2 separate regions of the Zea mays genome follow, and region 2 is linked to region 1. The links are chromatin contacts, called in public Hi-C maps. All regions are on one chromosome and are shown on one strand. The core of a region is the stretch at or near the end of the contact, and the rest is flanking DNA. Distances in the headings are between cores, read along the strand shown. Region 1 holds the start of sbp19 (SBP-transcription factor 19). Region 2 holds the start of LOC100272582 (cytochrome P450 97B2, chloroplastic).

Region 1 (7,669 bases), core at 3,297-5,796:
TTCGTTTGTCTCAGGTACTTCTCCAAAGATCCAGTTCAAGTTGGTGTCCCCGCACAATCGAGTTAACCAAGGTACATTTTGACGACTTCATCAATATGTGGAATGTCTTGTTCGTTACTGGTCTAGGGTTCCCGTGCGTATTGTTATTTAGGTTACTAGTCCTTGTTCATACCTGTTCTTGTATTGTTATTGATTGGTTACTAGTCCTTGTTCATACATGTTCTTGTATTGTTTGTTTGGTACTAGTCCTTGTTCATATGTGTTGTTGCATCTAGCGAATGGCATGCATTACTTTGTATTGCCTTCTTTGCTTCTAGTCGTTGTTAGTCGACTATTATCATTAAAACAAAATCTAACGACCTAACTCACAATTAGACGAATTCGCCTCTGAAAGAAGCTGATAAAGCCATTGGCTTAATGCAAGACACTTCCAACAGGATTCTTGCTTTAGCAAGGGAAAAACTCTGCCCCGGATGTGGTCTAACTTCTTTTAAAGTTAGCCAGCTTCGCATTGCATTGGATGAACTAGCTGAAATCCTAGACTAGGACTCTTTGAGTGTCAATACGCTTTGGACTGCATCAACCCTGAAAACAAACCTGAACCCGACGACGACTATGTGTTGTCAGACTTGTCTTGGCCTGAGTCATCGACGGAACCCGAATTTGATGAGCCATTCGACTTCGTTGCGCATTTTGAAAAAATGTGGGGAGTCGAATATGACTCTGATCAGATATCGTCGTTTAGTGACAACGAACTGTGAATGATGTGCACTATGCCTACCAGTAGTTTGTAGGGATTTGGGTTTGGTACTTCTTTTGGCTAAGGTTTATGTGTAAGTTGTTCACAATTTACTACCATCGGGTATGTTGTAATGGACGTGTGTACTGCACTTTTAATATGTTCTAATGGGTCAACGTAATGAACTTGTAATGGGTACCCGAACAAGTAATGCTTGTACTATTATGTTATTTGCATTGTTTTTGTCATGTGTTCCCTTGACTTGCGTTGTCTCAAATACATTTTGATCGTTATGTTATCGTTACAAAATTAGATAGTCAAGTGGTACTCGAGAGCTCCTAAGATATACAATGAAATTTGTGTAGACGAGGTCCATGCACACAACAGGCCAACACATTTTCTGAATGTCGAAGTATATGCTAACCTGATTAGGAAGTTCAAGAAACGCATTGGTCGAACCTACACTAGAGACCAAATGAAAAATAAGTGGGACACCCTCAAAAGCATGTACACACAATGGAAGACACTGAATGAGAGGGCAACAGGCCTCGGGAGGGATCCTCACACAGGATCAATAAGTGCTATGAATGACTGGTGGGCAAAGCAAAATGAGGTACGCCTTTTGTTACATCCTTTTGCATTAAGTAGTACAGTTAAATTATTAGTGTTGTATTATTAATACTAGCTTGGTTTTTGGATGCATGTTATGCCAGGCTGTCTAATGTTCAAGAATCAACCACTAGAAAACGAGGGGGATCTCCGGATCATGTTTGGGCCAATTGTGTGCACTAATAAAACTACCTTAATTCTAGGAGGTCAACCAAGGGATGCAGCTTCATTTTCAGATGAGCTTGAAGAAGATGATCTAGAATTAGTGGGAGAGAACCCAACTATGGTTACGATATGTTCCGCATGCGTTGTATCGTGTTTCGTTGACTACATGATTCGTTAGTTAATGATTACGACCTCATTGCTAGTCGAGGTGTGTCAACGAAGGAGGTCTTAGCAATGTTCCTTTGGGCATGTGGTGAACCGCAGTCATTTAGACAACTTAGGAACAAGTTTGGGTACTCTTTGGAAACCATTAGTCACAAGTTCAGTGAAGTGCTCGAGGCACTTTTTAGGATGTCAAATGATGTAATTAGGCCAAAGGATCCATAATTCATTGAGATACACTCGAGACTTAGGGAGACTAGGTTTTGGCCACATTTCAAGGACTGTATAGGGGCGATCGATGGTAGTCACTTCCTTGCAAGTGTCCCAATGTCGGAGCAAGCAAAATACATTGGGAGGCACGGCTACACTTCACAGAATGTTATGGCCATTTGTGACTTCGACATGAGGTTTACGTTTGTCGTCACTGGTTGGCCTGGGTCCGTGCACGGTACAAGAGTTCTGCAAGATACAGTGATCACCTACAGTGATAGGCTCCCTACGCCTAGATCATGGACCGTCCGACCCAGAGTCGTCGACCGTTTGCGCCGCCGCAGAGGGCACCGCCAGACGATACATCTCTAGTGATTGGCGTTGCCCAGATCGGCGCCAACACCACTATTCTTGATTTGTCATTAGACAAATATAGTGAGTGAGGTTGTTCCCAATGCTCATGGCATGTAGTGCTTCGACAAAGTTGAGAAAAGGAAATATATAAGCCCTTGAAAGCCTTGTGCTCTAAAGGGCCCGTTATCAATTTAAAGCCCATGAATCCTCTACTGCTCTAGGGTGCTTATGAGGATAAACCCCTATGGGCCCTCGTACCTTGGAGTGCTCATGAGGATAAGCTCTTGGGGCCCCTCAGTTCTCTGATCCTGCCCCGAGGCACTCATGAGGAAAAACATCTGGGGCCCCTCTTGCTCTAGGGCACTCACGAGGATAAGCTTTTGGGCGGGCCCTCATCCCTTTGGACATTACGTAGTATAAGTGTTTGAGGCAGTTTGGTCCCTAAAACATATGACGATACTTATTAGGCACTCAGACCCTCTACTGGTCGGCCCTAAGATCTTTAAGCTCTTTGGTGTCGCCTCGCAAAAAGTGCGCATGCCTCGAGGATTTTATGGATCAACACATTGAGAGGGCAAGGGACCCGGTATGCCCAAGCATAAACCTATCACAAGACAAAAGAATGTGTCTAGGCCCACCAGGAATAGTACAAGCGTAGGGCATGGACCCCACCACATCTAAGAAAGGGTGATGATGAGCAAAATTTAAGAGGATTCCAACCTAGGAGATATTCAATTCGAAATGATCTAAAAAATCCAGTTCAGATAAGCTAGACTCGATTTTGGACATTCTTGCACCAAAAGTTTATCTAGTAGACAGATATAAAGGTCGATTAGGATCATTAGGCTAGACTTCCGACCCCAGCCATGAGGTCACGAGAGCTAGAAGGTGTTGATGGCCATTAGTGTTTGAGTTGCTCTTTTTGTCATTTTGTGTTCATTCAATCAATCGATGAGTAGATAAAGGACAGAGGTATTACGTATATTATAGCTTGAACGTCTCTAATTGCCCCCATATCCATAATGGCTCTCACTCAAGCCTAGATTCAATACGATCACTGACCTGATCTGTGTCGTGCATGACTTTTGCTTCCTGCTTCCTAGTTTACAGATAGGATCTGGAGTCTACACGGACGTCGGCTCTCCTGGATCGATATTTGGTAGTAGGTTCATGCTCGCGCTTTGACTCAAGTATGCTTGCCTTGCCGATGTTCTTCTAATCAGCTGGGTGGATGGGTGGGGGCTCTATTGCGCCTCGTTTCGAAGTCTTCCTGCCAATCTGCCTTGGGATGGAGGCGTCGGAGTCACACAGCCACCCTAGCATCGCATCGCATCACATCACATCCACCGATCCTCCATCAATCAATCAAAAGGGAAGGGGAAGCTAGGGCAGAATTTTAATTTTATTCGTGTGCGTTCTGTTCTTTTTCTGAATAAAAGGAGCCAGGAAAACGACCTCTGACCTCCCTACTTGTCTAGTTATTATTTATTACAAGATCCGCTCTCACGTCACAACTAAACATATTTAATTAAAAGTTAATTAACTGGCCCACTAGCAGCTTAGCGCAAAGCAACCGGCATCATTGGCTCACGAGTAAACCATTTCTAAACTCATCGCTGGAGCGCAGATCCGCAGGATACAGGCAGCCAAGCTGTGCAAGTGAAAAGGCCTGCACTTTGTTTTCTTTTGACTCGTCTCATATATCGGTTTATATTTACTTACCCATCAAAAAAGATCTTCATTGAAAAAAAAAGACAGAGAAAAACTTATAAACATGTAAACGAGTATTTACATCATAATCCAACCATATACCATATTTAACATTTAAATTCTTAAACATCGACTCACCCAACCATATATTATATTTAACACTTAAATTCTTAATCATCGACAACCATAGTTACATAGACTCTCGTTAGGGTAAGTATCTTAAGTTGTGTCTTCGAGTGTCCAGAGGGGTGAATGTAAAAAACTCAAGACATGTATCTTGACGAATACACAATGTCTTAGCTCTATGTTTAAGACATGAGACTAACTGATTGGTCACTTTAATTTATCGAATGATTTGATTGGTATAATGAATATGGTAAGACACATGTTTTAGACATATTTACTGTATTTTGTTGTGTTTTAGTTGTGTCTTATATTTGGAGTACTGTGCAACAGTGTCTAGGCTGTAGATACGTAAGTCGTTGTCAAAGAAAAAGTATTGGGATGCGAAAAAACGTGAGTGGAAAATAAAGAAAAAAAGGAGGCCCAAATATAAAGAAGACCAGCCTTTTTTTTCTATTCCAAATTCCGTTTCCCCCGTCTCTTCTTCTGCACAGTCCACACTGTTCACTTCCGGCCCCCTCCCCCGCACCTCCCTCCGATCCCCCAAATCCCGAATTGACCAACCCAAAGCCGTCGCCCCGCATGGAGTGGACGGCCCCGAAGCGCGCCGCCTCGCCGCCCTCGCCTCCGCTCCTCTGGGACTGGGGAGGAGACCACGCCGGCGCCACGGGCTCGGGCTCGGGCTCCTCCGGCGACGCCCCGGCGCGGCGCGGCGGGAGGGAGCGGGAGGCGAAGCGCGCCAGGGCCGACGACGGCGAGGTGAGGTGCCAGGTGGAGGGGTGCGGGCTGGACCTCAGCAGGGTCAAGGAGTACCACCGGAAGCACCGCGTCTGCGAGGCCCACACCAAGTCCCCCCGCGTCGTCGTCGCCGGTCAGGAGCGGCGCTTCTGCCAGCAGTGCAGCCGGTCAGTCGCCGTCGTCTTCTCGCTTGCTTGCCTTTCTGTTGCACCCCCCCCCCCCCCCCCCCATGGGCCATGGCCTCTGCTTTCGCTTGCTTTGTGCGGCTGCTTCCGTCGTCCTTCCTATGGGGTCGCGCTTTTGCGCTGCAATAATCGCGTGATTAGTTGACTGGTTTGGACATGCAGGTGTTTTTGCGCGGTCTCTTTAGATTTATGCCTATATGCTATGCGTGTACGGCGTGCGTTGATTTTTTTTTTGGGGGGGGGGGGGGGGGGGTACGGAACTGCGTTTTTTCCTGCTCTGAACAAAAGATGCTTCCTTTCCACTAGTAGCACTGCTGTACTTGTTTGCGGAGAATCTTACGCATGGTTGAAATGGCTGTGCAATGCCTGTTTCCCTTTTGCAGTTTTGGCATGGCTCTCGATATATGTGTATGCTTTTGGGATGAGCTTTTTTGTGTGTGTGTTTGTGGGCTACGGCCTGTGTCTATTTTTCCCCATTATTACTGTATGGAGATTGCAGGCATATATATATATATCTCCTGTATTGCACTTTTACATGGCAATGAACCATGAGTAGGACCTATATTGTTTTTGCTGATTGCTTGGGTTCTTGTAACCCAGATTTCATGCCCTGTCAGAGTTTGATCAGAAGAAGAGGAGCTGCAGGAGGCGTCTGTCTGATCACAATGCCCGCCGCCGGAAGCCTCAGCCAGATGCATTCGCCTTTGCCTCTGCAAGGCTGCCTTCGTCGTCGTTCGGTAATGTGTTCATATCTTAACTTAAGTAGTGCTTGAAATTTGCTAGCAGTGGACACTGGCAAAATGGTGGTGATGGGCTCTTAGCCAGCTGCATGTACAGCAACGCCAATAGATGTCTTGTTGCGCAAATGGCAAGCTTTCTATCTTTTATACTTGGCAATAAGTTGCTGTTGCGTTTCTTCATGGAAATATATACAAACTAAACTAGACATTTTTTTTGACGGGCAAAAGCTGTAGGGGGAACCCCTACAGCAGCAATAAATATACTCCCTCCGTTCTTTTTTACTTGTCGCGTTTTAGTTCAAAAATAAACTAGCGGCCAGCAAATATTCAAAAACGGAGGTAGTATATATTAAAAAAGAAAGAGAACTTGTACTGAGAGAAGGTGAAACCACCAAAAGGGCAGAGAAAGAAAAGAAAGAGAGGGGGGGGGGGGGGGTAGAGAGAACTTAGCCATAAGGATATTTGCAGCTTGAGATCCTGGCTAAATCTATACATCTGAAGCTTCAGCGCGTTGTTGAAGCAGACTTTCCAGGACGAAAACGAAGGGGCCTCCTCCGGAAAGATAAAAGCATTTCTTTGTTTCCAGATTTCCCAAGCTGCTATTTGCACAACAAGTTTAGTAATGTATGTATCTTGTACTATGCAACTAGGATTATCGTGCTTCAGTTGTATTATTATTTTACCTTGTTACCTCTTATTTATAAAGTTAAATGTTCTTATCCCTGAACTTCTCTGCCACTGCAGATGATAGGAGGCAAATAAGTTTTGTCTGGAATAAAGCTCCTGTTAGCCATCCTTTCACTTCTCCATGGGACAGCTCATCTGAGCTCCCTCATGCAAAGGAAATAAGAGAGGTGTCAACGAAAGTTGGGACAATTACTGGACAAGTTCATTTGGATAAATCTTACGTGTCCAATGCTGTTCCATCACTTACCCATGGCAAAGATGAGCCTTGGCCAATGAAAGGTTTGATTTCCCAAACATTATTCTTGCCTGCTGCAGAAATGTGTTCATCAAGGAAGTAGCTGTTATTTGCTTTGTTAAGGGGTTCACCGTATTTGTTGACAAAGGGTTGCAAAGAATCTCTGGTGTAGTTGAAACTTACCTAAAACATCTTGGACAGTTGACACAAAAGGAACCTTTAAGCCGTTCCCTCATATCTACAAAGTTTTGCAGACATGGGGAAGCTGATTATTATTAAACGGGTACTTTGAATTTTTTGCAGAAGCTTGTGAACTTACAAGTCAAAATATTTTTGTAGTTCATATGATTTAGCCTACATAGAATGTATGGTGGAACAAAGAATGCCGAACTCCTTGCCATAACTACATTCATACTGGGCAGCTGTATGTTTTGTTGTAGGTGGCATGATTCTTTAGTCAGTAAATTTACTCCCAGAAAAAGAAGAATACTACAAGAATTGGACCATCGGTTGTATTCACGTATTAGTCTAGGATCCAAACACTTGATTATGTTAGATTTAAGGGAAATAAAATGCTGCAGGGACTGATACCATTTTCTCCAAAATGGTATTCGGACTTGGTTATTAGCGATGATGAATTTTGAGTGCCAGGAAAAACGTTTTTCTATCAATGTCAGATTTAGTAGCTTTTGTTTGTTTGTTTAGTTTCACCTATTCTAGGTTTCTGAAGTTCTAGACCACTGTTGAGATAGTTACTCCATGACCCGCTTATGGATGACATATAAACTTCATTTTTCTTGCTAGAAATTACTAATAAACTGCAGGTCCATTTGACACTCATGCACACCTACATTTTTCTATTCTAGTGACCAATGTAATAATTCTGAGCATCAGAGTTAGAAATTGTAATTGACTGTTGTACAGTCCTGCTTGTTTTTCATGCTAGTTCGTTGAACCATGTGATTTCGTTTGCCATGTTGTGCCTGCAACTTCTGCATATTGATGTTATTTG
Region 2 (7,669 bases), core at 2,330-4,829, 130 kb before region 1:
GATAATTTTATCCCGCCGGATAACCCGTACCCACTATAAAGGTCTTAAATTCTAATATTTCAATAAATTAAAATGTCAAATAAACACACACAACAAAAGTTCAACTTAAAATATAACAAAGCATATGATTACATTACTTGGTATTTAAATAAATAATAGTCGGAGAAGGATTTTCTTTTAGCTTATATGTGTTTATTATTGATAATAGTGGTAATTATGCGGGTATATTTTACCCACATGTACACGGGTATAGGTAGTACCAACCCATGTCAGTACCCGTCTATCCAACGGGTAGAGATTCTTGCCCACTAACATACCATCGGGTAGAGAAATCATCTTATACCCGTCTTTACTGTCGGTTTTTTGGGTTTCGGGTACTCATTGTCATCTCTATCATTGTGATTGGTATGTTGCGCACATCCGTTCAGACTGAGCGCGTGCATTGACCAAGAAGCAGCTGTTGTTTGATTAACTGCATAGAGCCAGGCTGAGGCTGCATCCGCAAATGCAACATAGGTAAAAAAATATATCTCTTTGCTGCATGCGCGCATACGCTCCGGCGTTCAGTTTCTGGCGGGCCACGCTTACTAGAGTCTGGCGCTGCTTGTCTGCCCATCCAATCCGTCGGTATATGTGTTGAACTCGATACGGTGTTATCTATAGCTCATTGAAAGAATAGATACAATTACTCGTCAACTTGGGACCAAGTCGTTGTCTCTTTTTCACTTGGTGCTGCGCGAGGACTCGTGCTTAACTTCTTTGATGCAAAGTTTAAGGCTCAATGGTTGGAAACTAACATACAGTTTGGACCCTAAATAAATTAATTGGTACCTAAATCAAAATATATGCCCCAATTATAAGGCTTATGGTTGGAGTTGCTCAAACAGGCTTGTCCCTTGCACAGTACAAGTAGATCGACGACATAGGGCCCCAAATTTTCTAGGCCCCCAAAACTCTGGTGTGCATAAAGATATGATCGTCTTTATAGCAGTTGACCCCGCCAAAACTCAGAAGAAAGTTAGCGTTGTAGAACGCGATGTGACTATGATTTAGCGACTTCGCGCGTATTAGCATAGGATGTGTCCGCCGTCGGCGATAGCTCTAGCTAATCCCTCTCGCGTTCGTCGCCACCGCAAAAGATGGATGCGCAGCTGCGTAGGCATCAGGCGAGGTCACATGTCACGAGAGAATTCATGTGCTCTTGACCGACCACCGGCGAATGTCACCAGGCCCGTCCCTTGCGTAGTGCAGGTGGATCAACGACATAGGGCCCCAAATTTTCTAGGGCCCCAAAATCATGGTGTGTAAAAGGATATGATCGTCTTCATAACAGATGACCCGGTCAAATCTCGGAAGAAAGTTAGCGTTGTAGGACGCGACGCGACTCTGATTTAGCGATTTCGCGCGTATCAGCGTAGGACAATGCCCACCGTCGGCGATAGCTCTAGCTAATCTCTCTCGCGTTCGTCGCCATCGTAAAAGATGGACAAGCTGAGCAGCTGTGTAGGCATCAGGTGTGGTCGCGTGTCAGGAGAGAATTCATGTGCTCCTGACCGACCACCGGATGTAGCAGGATTTGAAGGATTCCTAAGCAGACACTACATGAATCCTGAAGATTCCCGTCGGTCGGCTTAACTCACGTCGGCTACCTTCCAGTCGACGGGCCTTAATTTAACTTCCGTCGGCCCAGACACAGGCCGCCGGGAATAAGTTAACTCCCGTCGGTCCTGACAAAAGCCGATAGGGATTAGCCCTAGCCGACGTGAGTTAAGGCTTATCCCCGTCGGCCCACGTAGCCGACGGGAGTTAAGGCTTATCCCCGTCCGCCAAGTACTAGCCGACGAGGATTACTTATTCCCGTTAGCTGTCGACGGGAATAAGTTTATCCCCGACACCTGGCAGCCATCGGCTTGAGGTCGACGGGAGTTAGCCAGTTACCGACGGGAATTAGTTATTCTCGTCGGTTTATAGGTTATTCCCGTCGGTTTTTAGCCGACGGGAATTAACTTAATTCCTACAGTGAGAAATACAACATATACACTATATAGGAAATCATAGGACACATTAATATGTGTTGCACCAAAGCCACAATTTCAGAGACAGCCCTGAGCGGTGGCGGATACAAGCTTCGGTCCATCCTATCTAGGACTCAAGGCATGATCCATATATCTTTACATATATTCTTATTATTTTTAGACTAAGGTCATGTTTGGTTTCTTTAGTCTAGGGACTAAAGTTTAGTTAGGAGACTAAAGTTTAGTCCCTAATATGTTTATTTCTAGGGGCTAAAAATAGTAAGAATATACTAAATGACTCATAAGAAGATTAAAGTGACCTTTAACATTCTCCTGCTATTAGTACAATTGAACTAAATGAGGAGTAAATGTGGAATTAATATGATTTAGTCCCTTTTAGCACATATGTGAAGGACTAAAGACTAAATCATTTTAGTCCATATTTTAGTCGTAGTGTTTGGCAAAAAAAAGATTAAATGAGACTAAAAACTAGAGACTAATCTTTATGTCGCTGTAACCAAACACCCCCTAAGATATATACAAACCTTAGTAGATTATAAAAAATAATTGGGTCCGAAAAGTGATCCTATTTTCGGATCCACCCCTGCTAAGTAGGTAGGCCATAGGCTATGGCGTAGGCCACAGACAGAATTACACTTTTAAGAACGCCCTTTTTCTTCCTTTGTTTTGTAACTCCGGTTTGCATTCAAAATTTCAAACGCCTTAGATTTAACAAGAATTTTAAAATGTGAAGACTGTTTCATGAGCAAGACGAAAACGCATCAAAGAGGTCATATTGAGATGGTAAGAATGCGTCACAGCCTCGTTCCTATATAAAAATAAAATAAAATAAAATACTTCAATCATTTTAAATTATAAGTTATTTTAATGTTTTAAATACATAAATTTTATTATATACTAATATAAGCTATGTCAAGGTAGATAGTAAAATATTTTTTTAAGAAAAAAGTAACCTTTATTTTAGAACGGTGATAATGCAATCAAGTTTCTCCTGCAATCAAACAACCAAATGAAAAATCATAGTTGTACTTTATTATGTACTCTACCAAAATATCTGATTTTTAGTTCTAATTTATTCTATGTTAAGAGATATAAAAAAACAAAACTTTGTGTTAAAAATATATAAAAATAACAGGTACCTGCCGCCGCGTGCCGGCACCCAGATTTGAATTTTTTTAAATCACGATATACTTTTTAAATTTTATAAAATTTTAAATATAAAAACGAAAAAGTCTCCGTGCCGCCTACTGGAGTATTGCTGGCAATGCTGGGAATGTCCCGAATAGCGTTACAGTAATGGTGAGGCCTGGAGTCTTATATATGTTGGGCTACAGAAAGTGGTGCTAGTGGGCTAAGATATCAGGCCGACGGGCGTGCTGGCAGTTAGAGCGGGCCTAAACACAGCCCACTGGTTGGGCTCGGCCTGCACGGACTCGACGGCCTTCGTGCTAACCGTGCCCAGATCAGACCAAAATATGATCCCATAAGCCGGGCTGCCGGACCACGTGCCTTTTGGCCAACTATGGCACCGCTTCGGCTCGTGCGCTCCACGTATCGTTTCGCGCCGGCGCCGGTGGCCGGACCAGACCAGCGCACCGCGCCGTCCAGACCAGACCACGTTCCGTGGTCGGCGCGCAACCGGCCAGCCGAGTGCCGACTGCCGACCGCACCACTCTCCGTGGCCCGATGATATTCCCGATCACGCCTAATTCAATTCAATCAATTTCAGCGCGGCCACCTTATCATCTCTGTCCGTTCAGGTCCAGTGGCCAGTGACCACGCTCCACCCCATTGCTCTGGCTCTGTGCTGTGCAGCTGTGCTGCCGGGCTCCTGCGCCATGGCCGCGGCCACGCTGCTCCAGGGCCCAGCCGCCGCCTCGCCGCGTCTCGGCGCCGCGGCTTCAGCGCCGTCCGCGTCCCACGGGAGGCGTCGCCTCACCTTCAGCTTCAGGTACGCGCGCGTGCGCGCCCTCACCCACCTCCCGGCTCGTTCCCGGCAGCGGTCCACGCGTGGCCGACCGCCAGGTGCTCGATCTGTTGCCTGCACGGCTGCACTATGCCATCAAGGTCCCGGGAACAACGGGCTGTCGGCTCCAGCCTGCAGTTGGGGGGTGCCGCCTGCTGAATTCACACGAGTTACTGTTGGTGTCTGGTAGAATAATCACCGCTAGACCGAGTGGCTGATCGACTGGCCCGTGCCAATTCCCGCGTTGGTGCAGGTGCCAGTCGACCAGCGTCGACAAGCAGCAGGAGCGGCCGCCCAAGCCGAAGCAGCGGAACCTGCTCGACAACGCCAGCAACCTGCTGACCAACTTCCTCAGCGGTGGCAACCTCGGGGCCATGCCCGTCGCTGAGGGCGCGGTCACCGACCTCTTCGGCAAGCCCCTCTTCTTCTCGCTTTACGACTGGTTCCTCGAGGTGAATGCGCGTCCCCTTTCTGAACCCTGCAACACTGACATGTTATCATAGGTTCGATATCCTTTGTTCTCCACTTATGGCTATGTAGTAAAATTCGATTAGACACAGCCCCTGCAACACTGACGTGTTATGATGTCTTAATTCACAGCATGGCTCTGTCTACAAGCTTGCTTTTGGACCCAAATCGTTCGTTGTTGTCTCTGACCCTATCGTTGCTAGACACATCCTCCGGGAGAACGCTTTCTATTATGATAAGGTATGCTGTCTCGCATGTGTCGGATATGGATTGTTGAAAACTCGTTAGAGGAAAAGGATTGTTCGTTGAAAAAACTATGGAATATACAAGGAATTGGACCATGACCACCTTACACACATGATGGCCACATTTTGCATATATTATTACGTCAGTGGAGAGTTGACTTCCCTGATAAATAATAATTGGTGTAGTTTGGCGGGTTTCTTTCTTACATGGTATTTTTTTTACTTGAAATCAGGGAGTTCTCGCTGAAATTTTAAAACCCATAATGGGGAAGGGTCTTATACCCGCTGACCTTGATACCTGGAAGCAAAGGAGAAAAGGTTAGAAAGGTTGGATATCCAATCATATTTTCTGTGTTTTTTTTAGTTTGGACTGACCACAATACTGCAGATTGCTCTGTGTTAATCTATGTGCATAGCCCATACTGTTAGTCAAAATTAGCAGGCTCATCATTGGCCTGAGCTTCAATTCCAGTTCTTTCTACTTTTGTTTTTTCTATCTTGAAAGTTTTTCTAGCTCAACTGTGTGTTCTGGAAAAGACATCTCTAGGCATGCAAAATCATCCTAGGGATTCTTTCAATTCTGAATTTATTAGCATGCTTTTTGCCTTGAGGGATGAAACATATGCCATTTTTCTGTCTTTAAATGCGATATTTAACAGTTACTACTGTTTGATGAAGCAATCAATCAACATGGTCCAATTGTTTTGGAGATAATTTGAACTTCATTTATGCATTTCACATAATATTTTACTAATGGCACACCTTATCCTATCCTTGTGTTCTGCAGTTATAACACCTGGGTTCCATGCCTTATTCATAGAAGCTATGGTGAGGACATTTACGAGATGTTCAGAGAGAACAATATCAAAGCTTGAGGAGCTTACTGAAAGTGAAGGCCGTGAACAAAATTCGACTATTGTGGACCTTGAAGCTGAGTTCTCCAATTTGGCACTTGATATCATTGGATTGGGTGTGTTCAATTTTGATTTTGACTCGGTTACTAAGGAATCTCCTGTAATAAAGGTTGGTATATCTGTAGTTCTATCTTATGTTTATTTGTGCATAGGATGTATAATGTGTGCTCGTATAGAGAAAGTGACTGAAAGTAGAGAAGAATATTCATAATTTATGACTATCTTGGACAGTATTGGATTGCTGCTACTTTCCTCTTCTCTGCTTTTAGGAGCTTCTGTTTCCATTGTGCAGGCAGTGTATGGAACACTTTTCGAAGCTGAGCACCGTTCCACCTTCTACATCCCCTATTGGAATCTTCCTTTGACAAAATGGATAGTTCCAAGGCAGCGCAAGTTCCATAGTGACCTCAAAGTGATCAACAATTGCCTTGATAACCTTATAAAAAATGCAAAGGAGACGAGACAGGTTTGTGCAACTGAAACACAACTCTAACTTGGGGACACTTTAAGGAGCTTGCTGTAGTTCTGATGTTGTAGACTTTTTATATAGGAAGCTGATGTGGAAAAGCTCCAGCAAAGGGACTACTCTTCTCTGAAGGTTGGCTGCTGTTCATTCTTCCTTTGCTGTCTCATTTCAGTGTCAGTAGTACTCACCAGTTTATCTTTTCTGAACATCTAGGGATTTTGGTGAATAGTATCTCATATCTGTGCCATCATGCTTTTAGGATGCCAGCTTGCTGAGGTTCCTTGTTGACATGAGGGGAGCTGACGCTGATGATCGCCAGGTAAATTGTGGAAATCGGGCATAGAATTTTATGTTATGCTTTCTATTTCTTGCTATTTGCAGCAAATTAACTTGATACATTTCATGGTTTGTGTTGTGACAGCTTCGAGATGATCTTATGACAATGCTTATTGCTGGACATGAAACAACTGCTGCTGTTCTGACATGGTCTGTTTTTTTGCTAGCCCAGGTACCCAGATGTTATCACAGAATTAGTAATTAAACTTTTGCTTGAATATCATGTGGTCATACTGTGCTGTCATGCAGAGCCCTACCAGGATGAGAAAAGCCCAGGCAGAGGTTGATTCTGTTCTCAGCAATGGGGCAATTACTGTCGAATCTCTTAAGAAACTGGAGTATGTCACCTGTACCATTATTTTTTATTCATCTAGAATTGATTCTTTTATTTTCCATTTATTGAGGGATAGGTGTATGGTGCTTAACAATAAGGATTATTGTTTCATAAAAATATTATCAATAAGGATTATTGTTTCATAAAAAATATTATCAGATTATTAACAGTAGCATATCCATGGTATCCGACTTCTCTGAAATTACTAGCTATATCTATACATTTGAAATGAATTTGCATCTCTCATGAAACCTTTGTGTTGCCCTCTAGGTACATAAAACTGATTATTCTTGAAGCTCTTCGCTTGTATCCTCAGCCACCATTGTTAATCAGGCGTTCTCTCCGGCCAGACAAGTTGCCAGGTACCATCTTCTTCTCTGTAATGTCGTAAGTTCTTTCCTGAGCAATACAAATGGTGTGTAGTGGTCATTTGAGTGGCCATTTAGACTAGTTTGGTTGAAGTCGCTGTTCTTGTTACTGGTAATATGTTTATCGAGACCTTGGTGATGACAGCCTTTCTATACTTGTGGATGGATGTTGGCAAATTGTATCCTTCGATCAGCACACACAACTATTTTTCAATGAATTAGTTTAGTGACAAGCAGGGTGCGTTGCCTTCGCTGGTACATGCCTTCTAACTCTGCCGCCGTGATCGTCTATTTACCCAGGCGGGTGCAATGGAGCAAAAGAGGGATATGAAATACCAGCTGGGACCGATATATTTGTTTCGGTGAGTTTAAGCAACTGCAGTTTTGAAACGGCTTGGATAGCATTGTGCAACAGAGATGACTACGAGTTTGGCCTCATCATAAAAGTTCCAGTCCAAGTCCACTCCAAGCCATTGCTCGACTTACGGTAAATTCTGGCACTGCAGGTATACAACCTCCACAGATCCCCGTATTTC

Evidence for each region. A called contact is a pair of places that touch in the nucleus more often than the background predicts.
Region 2: a contact with region 1 is called in a Hi-C map of ear, with 2.4 times the contacts expected there. The contact joins the promoter of LOC100272582 here to the promoter of sbp19 in region 1. A contact is called at or near these places in 8 of 25 Hi-C or Micro-C datasets (ear, endosperm, leaf and 3 more).

Annotation. Positions count from the first base shown.
Region 1 is chr4:244,186,563-244,194,231 of Zm-B73-REFERENCE-NAM-5.0, reverse strand. It overlaps sbp19 (SBP-transcription factor 19), which reads left to right and starts at 4,546. Exons shown (of 5, transcript NM_001138620.1): 1 at 4,546-4,977; 2 at 5,596-5,732; 3 at 6,259-6,359; 4 at 6,480-6,701. The coding sequence starts at 4,655. The coding sequence ends at 6,497. It also overlaps the pseudogene LOC127151786.
Region 2 is chr4:244,316,899-244,324,567 of Zm-B73-REFERENCE-NAM-5.0, reverse strand. LOC100272582 (cytochrome P450 97B2, chloroplastic) reads left to right here and starts at 3,579. Exons shown (of 14, transcript XM_008681697.4): 1 at 3,579-3,987; 2 at 4,256-4,454; 3 at 4,603-4,710; 4 at 4,949-5,033; 5 at 5,503-5,738; 6 at 5,922-6,095; 7 at 6,180-6,227; 8 at 6,355-6,414; 9 at 6,517-6,603; 10 at 6,681-6,769; 11 at 7,036-7,127; 12 at 7,434-7,495; 13 at 7,640-7,669. The coding sequence starts at 3,875.